Regions from separate parts of the Mus musculus genome. Here region 1 is linked to region 2. A link is a contact called in public Hi-C data. All regions are on one chromosome and are shown on one strand. The core of a region is the stretch at or near the end of the contact, and the rest is flanking DNA. Distances in the headings are between cores, read along the strand shown.

What was found. Hi-C and Micro-C count contacts between places; a contact is called where the count stands out from the background.
Region 1: a contact with region 2 is called in a Hi-C map of CD8 T cells, with 2.4 times the contacts expected there. The contact joins the promoter of T2 here to the enhancer-like site in region 2. A contact is called at or near these places in 1 of 15 datasets of contacts at CTCF or cohesin (large pre-B cells), 23 of 484 Hi-C or Micro-C datasets (B cells, CD4 T cells, CD8 T cells and 13 more), 4 of 115 datasets of contacts at active chromatin or transcription factors (DN3 thymocytes, large pre-B cells, memory CD8 T cells and 1 more) and 1 of 9 other capture datasets (macrophages).

What each region holds. Positions count from the first base shown.
Region 1 is chr17:8,369,038-8,374,193 of GRCm38.p6, forward strand. It overlaps T2 (brachyury 2), which reads left to right and starts at 3,359. Exons shown (of 11, transcript NM_001161832.1): 1 at 3,359-3,466. The coding sequence starts at 3,359.
Region 2 is chr17:7,871,788-7,876,953 of GRCm38.p6, forward strand. All of the region lies in intron 5 of Gm1604a (predicted gene 1604A), which reads right to left. Among named protein-coding and RNA genes, the nearest start is that of AU041480, 37 kb to the left of the region's middle. Within about 2 kb of position 3,189, at least 102 of the 459 cell types and tissues checked have an H3K27ac peak or open chromatin away from gene starts, as enhancers often do. A contact at or near this core is called in B cells, CD8 T cells, DN3 thymocytes and 6 more, where this site is marked.

The DNA.
Region 1 (5,156 bases), core at 2,109-4,608, 500 kb after region 2:
TGCCTGCGACCTAGCCCTCGATGCAAATGTATGCTACATAGTAATCGTGTGTGTGTGTGTGTGTGTGTGTGTGTGTGTGTGTGTGTGTGTGTGTATACTTGGAACAAAAGATGAATGAGACAATATTTACCCTCACTGTGTAAATGAAAATCTTTCCCATATCACACAGAAGAGAGCACATTATTTTCTCTATCACATATGCTATTTGGATGGCCATACCTACTTGATTACATGACCCCAGTGGTTTCGTATTTGGGATGCCCTGTTCAAGTCATGTGCCTGACAAGTGATGGCTCAGACCCCTCTCTCCTCCCTCCCCATTCCAAGGCTGAATGGGAGGGGCTAGCTGATGTCATTCTTTCAGGGAGTATACCAAAGATGATGCAGACAGGAAGTCCTTCCTTCCCTCCCATTGTCCACAGGTTCGTAAGATGCTTACCTTCATTGTTTGGCCAATGATCAAAAGAGGAGGACTTTGTAAGCCTTAATAACTCATTAAAAAGAACACAGCCAAACTTGTTTGTTAATATAGATCCATTACACTCTCTCTCTCTCTCTCTCTCCCCCCCCCCCCTTTCCTCCTCATCTCTGTCCCTTTCTTTTTATTAGAAGAATACTGGATATCCAACATAGGGCTTCATTTGTGCAAAGCAGAGGCTCTACCACAGCCTAGCATAAAAGTCTTGGAAGAAATTCAAGATAAAGCGTGTGGAAAGGATTAATATATATCTACTTCTGATTCTTAAGTTAAGTCTTGTTTGGGACCAGGATACTAAATCAACACCTATTTCCCCAAATCCACTAAGCTACTAGACTTTGTCATCAAGATGCAGTGATAACTGGGGGTGGGGTGGTGGTGGTATACATTCAGCACCTGGGCTCTGGGCTCAGCAGAGTTGCTTCAAGTCTAAAGCTAGCCTGGGCTACATAATGAAACCCTGTCTTGCTCGACCTAACAAACAAACGGATGACAAAGGTTCAGTGGTGACTGCAGCAAATATTTTTAAAAGTTCAAATAAAAAGTTAGGAAGAGTTAAGCCACACTTTGGAGAGAAGCAGAAATTTGATCTTGAGTTTGACAGTATACCTGTTTGATCATGAGTTAGTAGATCAGCTGGTATGGCTACAATCTCAGACTTAGCCTCCATGTGAGTCAAATAAATACTCTACCCTCAGGCACTGTGGTGCACATACACGCAGACAAAATACCCATACACATAAAAGAAATCTAGCATTTTTGGTTTTGAGCCTAACCTTTAGTGGTTGAGCCATCTTTCCAGCCTAAACTAATTAAACAAATCAAAACCCCAAGGCATTTAATTGGATGTTTTTGCTATTGGCTTCTGCCAGTCATAATTAGGATTTCTATTGCTTTGATGAAACACCATAACCAAACAGGAAGTTGGTAGGGAATTATTTGGAATAACTCGGTATTCATCATGAAGGAAGTCAGGACAGGAGCTCAAACAGGGCAGGAACCTGGAGGCAGGAGCTGCTGCAGGGGCCATGGAGGGTGCTGCTTACTGGTTAACCTGCTTTCTTACAGAACCCAGAACCACCAGCTTAGGGATGGCACCACCCACAGCAGACTGGGCTCTCCCCACATTGATCACCAATTAAGAAAATGTCTTAAAGCTGGATCTTAGGGAGGCGATTTCTCAGTTAAGGTTTGCTCCTTACTCTAGCTTGTGTCGGGCTGACAGACGAGCCAGCCAGCACACTGCCCCTCCCCCACCGAATACCCCAGCCTTCACTTGCTCACGTGGCAGGCCCCTGCCTTCTGGAGGAATCTCAGTGATCCTGAGAGGCAGGAAGATGTTTTAGGGTTCCATCACTCTGACAAAATACCCGTGGAAATGAGAAAGGAAAGATTTATCTGGGCTCCCAGTTTCATAGTGGAGCAGGGTATGTGGACAGCTGAACTTGTGCCGGGTCAGATGGCAGCAGAAGGGCCTGCCTGCGGGATGGAAGCCTCCCTTCTCAGATGCTGCCACGTGGCCTGATATTCTTTTGCCACTCTCTTTGCTGGCAGCCCATGCTCCTGGTGGCTCCTCATGCATGCGTGTGTCCGTGTAGCCACGTTTCCTCTCACAAGGACAGTGGGTTAGATCGGGGCCCATTCTGTGATCTCATTTAACTCAGTGGGCCTCTTTCAAGGACCTGTCTCCAAATGCAACCATATTCTGAGGTGCTGAGGTTGGGGCTTCAACTTGTGACTACTGGGGACCGAGACTCAGCCTGAAAATTCTCTAAAGCCAGGCCATAGATAAAGCTGCAGGTATTGGGATGCTGTGCTCCTTTTGGGGCAAGCAAAATGCTCACAGCTTGATTATGGTGATAATCGCACATCTCTGGAAAAACCCCACCGAAAGCCCACTGAGTCACAGGCTTTCAAGGGGGGAGTTTTGAGTATATGAATCACATACCTCAATTTTTAAAACTATTTTTAATTATGTATATACATGTCTGTCTCTGTATGTTCCTGTGCATGCAGTCGGAGGCCAGAGGCATTAGATACCTCTGGAGCTGGTGGTTGGGAGCTGGGTCCTCTGTAAGAGCATGCACGCTCTTAATCTCGGAGGTGTCTATCCAGTTCCTGTTTCAACCTTCTGTATAAGAAAGCATCCTGCAAAAGGTCAAGAAGGGGTTATATAGGTGGCTATGGGGGAAGAGAAGGGAAGGGAAGGGTGGAATCTGAAGCCCTGTGATAGCAGTCTGCGATGACTGCCAGTCTCCCACATAAGCCCTAAGAATGCTCTGCCCCCATTGCCAGCGTCTTTGACAAACCACCTGCCAGGACTTCTTTCCACCATCCAACACCCCTCAGCCCCGTTGCTCAGCTACAGAAAACAGAGCATGGTTTGCTGCTGGGAATCACAAAGCCAAGAAACAGAAGGAGCGCGCTTGGTGGGAGGGGGCTGGGCTGGAGGCGGAGCATGTGGCCAGCCAGAGCCAGGCAGCGGCTGTGGTCCTGTAGCCCCTCCCTGCCTAGAGGATGCGGCTGCTGGGCTTAGAAAAGCAACTTCCTTTCCAGGGGCGTCTGGGAGACTCAGAATTGTCTTGCCTGCTTCCTCACTTTCTGTAACTGTTCCTGTGGTTTGCCCACTTTGAGCCTCAGCCAGTTTGCAGCATCAAGGAGCTGCTGCTTCAGTGTACTCTGTGAAAGGGCTCTCTGCCTGTGTTTCCTAACTGCTTCCAGAACTGGCTTGTGCATCTTTTTGTTTTGGGGTACACACAGGCACAGGCAAGCTAACTGTCCAACACGTCACAGTATAAAAAAAGTCTAACTCTGTTTTTAAAATGCTGTAATTTTAAAATTGACGCACATTTTTGTTGTTGTTGTTGTTCCTGTGACAGGATGGCCCAGATCTTGAGAGACCATTTTAAAACGCCAAAGAAACACAGGGGGTGTCACACCCAAGTGGAGGACAAAGAGAAGGCAGCACAGCAGACCTTGCCGGAACAGGTAGCCACTATTTGTGTCGTTGTGAACAAAGGGAGCCAGTCTTGTCTTTGATCTTTCTCTATTTAACGGCTCAGTAAATATTCTGACCACAAAGCTACAATGAGCAGCGGGACATACCACTGCACACTTAGAACGGCAGTCAGTAGCTCCAGACAATTAAAACTGTAAGAACGTAAAATTACAACAAAGTTGTTGGGTTTTTTTGTTTGTTTTTTGTTTGTTTGTTTGTTTTTTGTTTCTTAAAATCAGTCTCAGTCTGTCATCCGAGGTCGCATGGTGAATGAAAATAGCTCAAAAGAATTATATGGAAAGTCTATGAACAAAGGCTCCTTGTTCTACGGCGCCCTCTGGTGGGGCTGAGAGGAAATAGCATTTCTGAAGCGAGGGACACACGTGGCTTAAAACAGGCCCCAAATGCTTCCCTGGCGTCCATTCCAGTCACTGTGACACCAAGGATCAAACTCTGCAAACCCTCCTGTGTTCTGTGAATCGTTTCTTTTTTATTTATTTATTTTTTTGGTTTTTCTTTTCGGGATAGGGTTTTTTTCTGTGTAGCCTCGACTACCCTTAAACTCCCTTTGTAGACCAGGCTGGCCAAGAACTCAGTGCCACCCCCACCTGGCTTGCCTTCCTTCCTTCCTTCCTTCCTTCCTTCCTTCCTTCCTTCCTTCCTTCCTTCCTTCCTTCCTATTTTAATTATTTTACCCTTGAGTTTTAAAATCCAGAAACTTGAGGTCTAGAGGGGAGACTGTGTCTCTACCTCAGGTAGATACTGAGACCACGGTTCTGAGTCGGAGGACCCTTCCCACTCCTCTGGATCCCCAGCTAATGAAGGGAGAGCAGGCCAGGCAGTTAGTTTTGGAGACTTGGTGGAGGGAATTTGGTTCCTTTGAAGGAGGCCAGTGGCCACTAAGGTGGGTGGTGGATGGGAGACACTGGGCGGCATCAGAAGTGGCCGCTGCATGTATCGGGCAGCAATCAGGCTGCAGGGCACAGGGACACGGCTAAGCATGTGGGGTTGAGGAGCAAGACCAGAGTGTACAGACTCTTTCCTGGGACCCCGATTCTGCCGTTTGGGCCCAAGCAGTACCAATTCACCCCTCTGTTTGGTGGTGAATGGGCTGAGGCTGTGAGCTTAGGGCCTGTGCACCAGCGTAGACAGAAGAATGAGGGCTGGCAAAGACAGGGAAAGAATTGGAACCATGAAGCCATCTCAAGAGTCTTAGTGCTCTAGGACAGGGAGTGGTCTTATTTGGGAAGGAATTCATTTGACCTGCTTGGTACTCACCTGATACATCAGGCATTTGAGACTCGTGGTACACAATCACCAACTGCCCCAGATTTCTGTATCTCACGGCTGACTAGATTTCTAATTAAGCACAATGAAGAAAAACACCCCCTTCATTATTGTTCACAGATTAAAGGATACTAATGAGAGATCCATGGACTTCTAAAACAACCAAACCCCCATGGTTCAGTACCAGAAAACGCGTAGATTTAGTCTTCAATGCCACACACCCATCTCACAACCCCTGAAGGCCCACACATAGGCACACATATACAAACTCGAACACACAAAGACCAAGAAGACATATTTTAAAAGATGGCCAAGCTGGGTGGTGGTGACATATACATTTGATCCCAGCATTTGGTGGGGGAGAGGCAAGCAGATCTCTATAAGTTCAAGGCC
Region 2 (5,166 bases), core at 1,939-4,438:
ATGTCAGATAAGGGGCTGCTACCTCCGCTAGAGCCTTCCCGTGCCTCCCACTTGGCTTCTCTTCCCAAAATTTACATTACAAGCCTTTTCCACCAAAAGACTCCACTGGGAAGTGAAATGTCACACTGTTCAGCCCACCCATGCCCGGCACCCGCACAGGCTAGACCTGCACACACTCCTATGCAGGCGACTGGGTTTTGTTTCCTGCCACTCACGCGTGTGTGGGTGTCTGCTAGCCCGGAGGTATTTCCCCTGAGCCAACCCACCCCATAGCAACTAGGGGCTGCAAAGAGAACATTCCATCTGGCCTTAACACAAGTGGGAGGCTCGCTTGGTGGCAATGAGCGGAGGCCAGCAACTGGTATCTCAGACAGGTTAGATTCAGTGTGCAGTCCAGAATGATGGTCTAGTCCTTAACCTTCCCTCATTCATTCTGTTGCCCTCTTCTCTGACCTTCTTTACTGTCTCTACACAAAATTAAGAAGCCCTGTCCCATTCCAGAGAAAAATGAACACTGAAATCAAGTAAGGTGTGAGGGTCAAAGTGCTTTGAATTCAGAACCATCTAAAAACCATGCATCACTACAGAAAATCACATTACAGAATAAGTAGCATTCTTGGACAGGAGAGGGGACACCATTTTAATAAAAGATCAAAATATCAACAAAGTAAAATATATCTTAAAGCTATACCCAGTCAGGAGTGTCATTGATGGTATCGTAACTATGTTTGTCTTTGAGGTCACCAGACATCACTGTGACAAATACCCAAGAGAAAACACTAAAAGAGAAGCTAAGATTTGTTTTGGCTCTGGGTAACAGAGGTTTCAGTCCTTGGTCAGCTGGACCCACTGCTCTCAGGACTGTGGTGAGGCCAGAGTGTCATGGTCACGGGAAAAAGATGCTCTGCTCAGGGTAACCAGTAAGAGGAGAAAGCAGGGGACAAGCAAAAGATGCTTATCACAGACACACCCCCAATGATGTCCCTCCTCAAACAGGCCTCACCTTCTGACGGCCACTCAATAATGCTGTGGAGTTATACGTCTACTTAGGAAGTCAGACTCCTCATGGCCACTCGATCCACTATCTGAGGACCAAGCCTTCAAACTACTAGCCTTTTGGAGCACACTTTATATTGAACTTACAGCGTCCATTCTAGAACTTCAGAACAGGACCTCCCATGCACTTCCGGTGAGAGTTACACTGTTTCAGCTGAACATGATTCTCTGGCTGGCACACAGCAGGTGTTCTCTAAGACTCTGGCTTACTGGGGACTCCCTGAGTAAAGACATGGAGTGGAGAATCGATGCAAAAAGCAAGAGGGATTTATTGTTCCAGCATGTTGGGGCCGTCCTACACGTGAGAGAGAACAGCTACGCACAGCCCATCCAGCGAGCCTTTATACAGTTCTGAAAGCAGCAGCCATTAGGCACAATGTGATTGGCAGAACAGTGTAACTTTTAAATTGATTGGCCTTTAGGGAATGAGGTAGGTGGCCAACGGTCACAGAATGTGTCTATGAGCTCTGGGCCTCCCCTAGCCACCCACAGGTGGCCAGTGGTAAGCCCCACCTCCCTGAGGTCTGAGGACTGTAATTAGCCCCGCCCTTCCAGAGGGGAGGGGTGCCTATGCTCTTTATGACCCTTCTCTTTCAGGAGGGGAGGGGTCTGGTGGAATTTTCCAAAGTTTTTGGGCTGACCTCTTCAGTTCGGCAAACATTCCCATCTGTCCAAGACTGTTCCAACATTGAAAAGGCTGTAGCGACAGTTAGTGAGCCCAGGCATGCCACCCAGGACTGCAGCTGTCACTGTTCCAGGGCAGGGCCTGGCTGGATCCCTGCCATTCCCTTGACTTCCCCGACCAACTGCTTCCCCCCATCTCCACACAGGGGCTGGCTTGGCTTCAGGCTGGCCACAGTGAGAGAGGATTGGCGGTGGGAATGAATGAGGCCGCTTGCATGTGTGACAGAGAAGACAGACATGCAGGCCGGTGATAGGTTTGCAAGCAGTCCGGAGAATGGATGTGGGACACATGGAGAAAGAAAATTCCCCAATAGACGACAAACTCTGGTACCACAGCGTCGTTCCACGTGACAGCTGTGGGGTCAGCAGGCTGCTTGATTTCCCTTAGTTCCTTCTGCCATACGCGGGCCTGAATCTGGGAGAGCGTTTTGAGAACTGGAAGAGAACAAGAGGGAAGAGCACACGCCAGGCAGCCTAACAGGGAAGGTAGCCTCTGACGGTGGTGCAAAGTTGGCCTTAGGTTTGAAAACGAACCAGGCTTGGTTGCTGGTGCCTATCACCCCAGCTACAAGAGAGGCCGACGCCAGAGGATCAAAAGCTCATGGCCTGACCAGGCTGTAGAGTGAGTTCAAGGCCAGCCTGGGCGACTTAAGGGAATCTTGTCTCAAAGTAAAAACTAACACAGAGGACTGGGGTATAGCTCAGTGATAGAGCTCTGACCTAGCACGTGTGAAGTTTCAAAACATAAGCATGTGTGTGTACACACACACCACTTGGAAATGGATAGTAAGAAAGAGCCAGGAGAGTTCAGACACTCTGGACATAGTTCATGTAAGAGGAAGCTTGTACACACATGCACATGCGCGCGCGCACACACACACACACACACAGAGAGAGAGAGAGAGAGAGAGAGAGAGAGAGATATGCATACAGCAGTAGGAGCTGTGGAGAACGGAGGGTGCATGGTTTCCACTGAGGGTCTCCATATGCAGGGACCCCCAAGCCCTGCAGAAGACTAGACACACATCTGTGGTCTCCAGCCCTAGGCCCCAAGAACAGGTCTCCACTGCGGCTTTAGACGTCTGAAGCCAGTTTAACTGTGCTTCTCTCTGTTTGCGAAGGCACTCGGGACTTGGCATACTGAATCGCCACATCTTCCTTTATGCCAGACCCCCACAGTGGGATGAGGGGAGTCCCGGTGGCTTAGGCCCTACCTGGGCTCTCTGCTCCCCTGCACCCCTTCCACGGGCGCCTCTGACACTCTGCCTTTCCCTCTCCAGTGCTTTCTCAAAGCTCCCACAGACCAGGTCTGGCCACACACCGAACCACTTTCCGTAGCTTGAAAGAATGAGATAGCCCCCAGCCTGCCCCACTGTGGAAACGTGTCACTGGTAGAAAGACCACGGGCAGAGCAGTTTCCACACAGCTGCTATTGGCTACGTCACACATTTCCGACTTCAATGACTTTTAAAATTTCCCTGTCAGCCAGGGCACTGGCAGCCTTTGTTGTGAAACGCGGTTAACACGAGGCGCTAAGTTTGGGGTTTTCTTTATTCTTTTGGTGACACCACTCACTTCAGGTCTCTGTGTGTGTCAGAAAAGTAAATCCCCTGTGAGTGTACGGCTCAGCTGAGATCTCAGAGGAATGAAGAGAAAGGGGTAGGGGATGGTTGGGGGGGGGGGGCAAGGAAAATAGAAGAGAGAGGCTGGAAGAAGGCAGGCTAGCACCCTCCCCGCTGTCCACCTGGCAGAGCAAAGCGCTCACGGGAGGAAGCCTTTTCCTGGGCGTGGTTTGCTACGTATACATGTTCTCGAGTCAGACGAATATGAATCTGACAAGTGTTCTGTCCTTCACCCTCAGTATGGTTGATAACCTCCAACTGCAAACATTCATCCATTTTGCCAGTAGCAGCAGCAGCCCTCATATCAGCTGGATGTTTTCGTGGTCTTTATAATCACAGGAGGCTGGGACGGGCTGGATTGGAGCTTGTACCACCACCACCACTGTCCGGGACGAGGTATTTTAGGTGACACCGTTAGCACAGGAGGGAAGATTTGGCTTACTAGCTCTGTATAAGCAATTGGCAAGAGCACTGGGCTCAAATTCCTATGTGTGCTTTTGGACACGGGGAGACTTCTAGCAATTTCCACTGCCCCCTCAGGCATCAACCAATCATTTGTAGGTTGGCAATGTTGCTTAGGCGACGTGGCAGACTCCGAGGGGAGTAGGGAAAAGACTAAGTATTCCTCTCTAGTGGGGACTTATTTATACCTCAGATACAAGAAAACAACTGGTCACTTCCCCCGGGAGAAGATTCCTGAATACAGAACAGATTGAGTCCAAACTCAGCCACTAAAGGCAAACAAACTCCTATACGAATGGGCCATAGGCACCTTTCCTCTGTCTTCAACTAAAACTTTACGATGTAAGCTGAGCAGGCCAGGAAGCATTCCTGACCATCAGTTTAATTTCTTAAATGTGCTCCGTGACCTCAGATTAAGCACGCCCCAAAATGTGCTCACTGCCTACTTAAACCACGACCTTGAACTGGGCATGCGCAAGAATGTGCTCCTTAACTGAGCAGGCCCAGGAACAGACCAACCCCTACAGGAATACGGAAAGGCTCCCAGAATAAAAGTCCCTGATTTACCCCCCCCCGGGGGGGCGTGGCTTTGGGAGTAGCTGCCCTGCTCTTGCCTGTTGAGTGAAATACCCGCCCCCCCCCCACCCCCAGGCTTACTTATTTGGACTTTACACCCACCAAGACACAAACCCATTGTCTCCGGCTACATCTGTCCCATTCTCTCCCCAGGGGCTCAGTAACCTTTAGCAAGCACTGAAACCCCCAGTCGCAGCCCGCCCAGGCTTTCCTCTGGGCTGTGTCATTTATCTACAGAGCTAGGCACTGAGGCAGTGGGAGGTGTCTAGTGGGTGGAAAGGCCAGAGAACAAAGTTACAGAGGTGAGTGGTACGCTGTCACTGGTGGTCAAACGCAAAAACTCACAATAGAAGGGATTCTTAGTGTTTGCCTTTTAAATAATAGGAAATGGTAATTTGACTAAAAAACATTTTTTTCTATGTAAAAGATTTGCCTGAGTTTTGACATCTTTAAGATGGAAGAGATTCTGAAAAAACAAGACAATGGGTAACTGTCTCCGCTTCCCCTCCTTACAAACACACACACACACACACACACATACACACGCACGCACGCACGCACGCACGCATGCATACACACGTGGACATGAACTCACACACACATGCCCATGTGCACGCATAAATTGCATAGAGGCGTGTGCTCAAAGCATACATGCTCACAGTCACACTGTCTGCTGACGTGCCGATATCTACCAGATACGAGTAAAAAAAAAAAACTGATTGAAGCTGGTTTGAGGACAGCAGAAGCTGTGAAATCCTGGTCCACG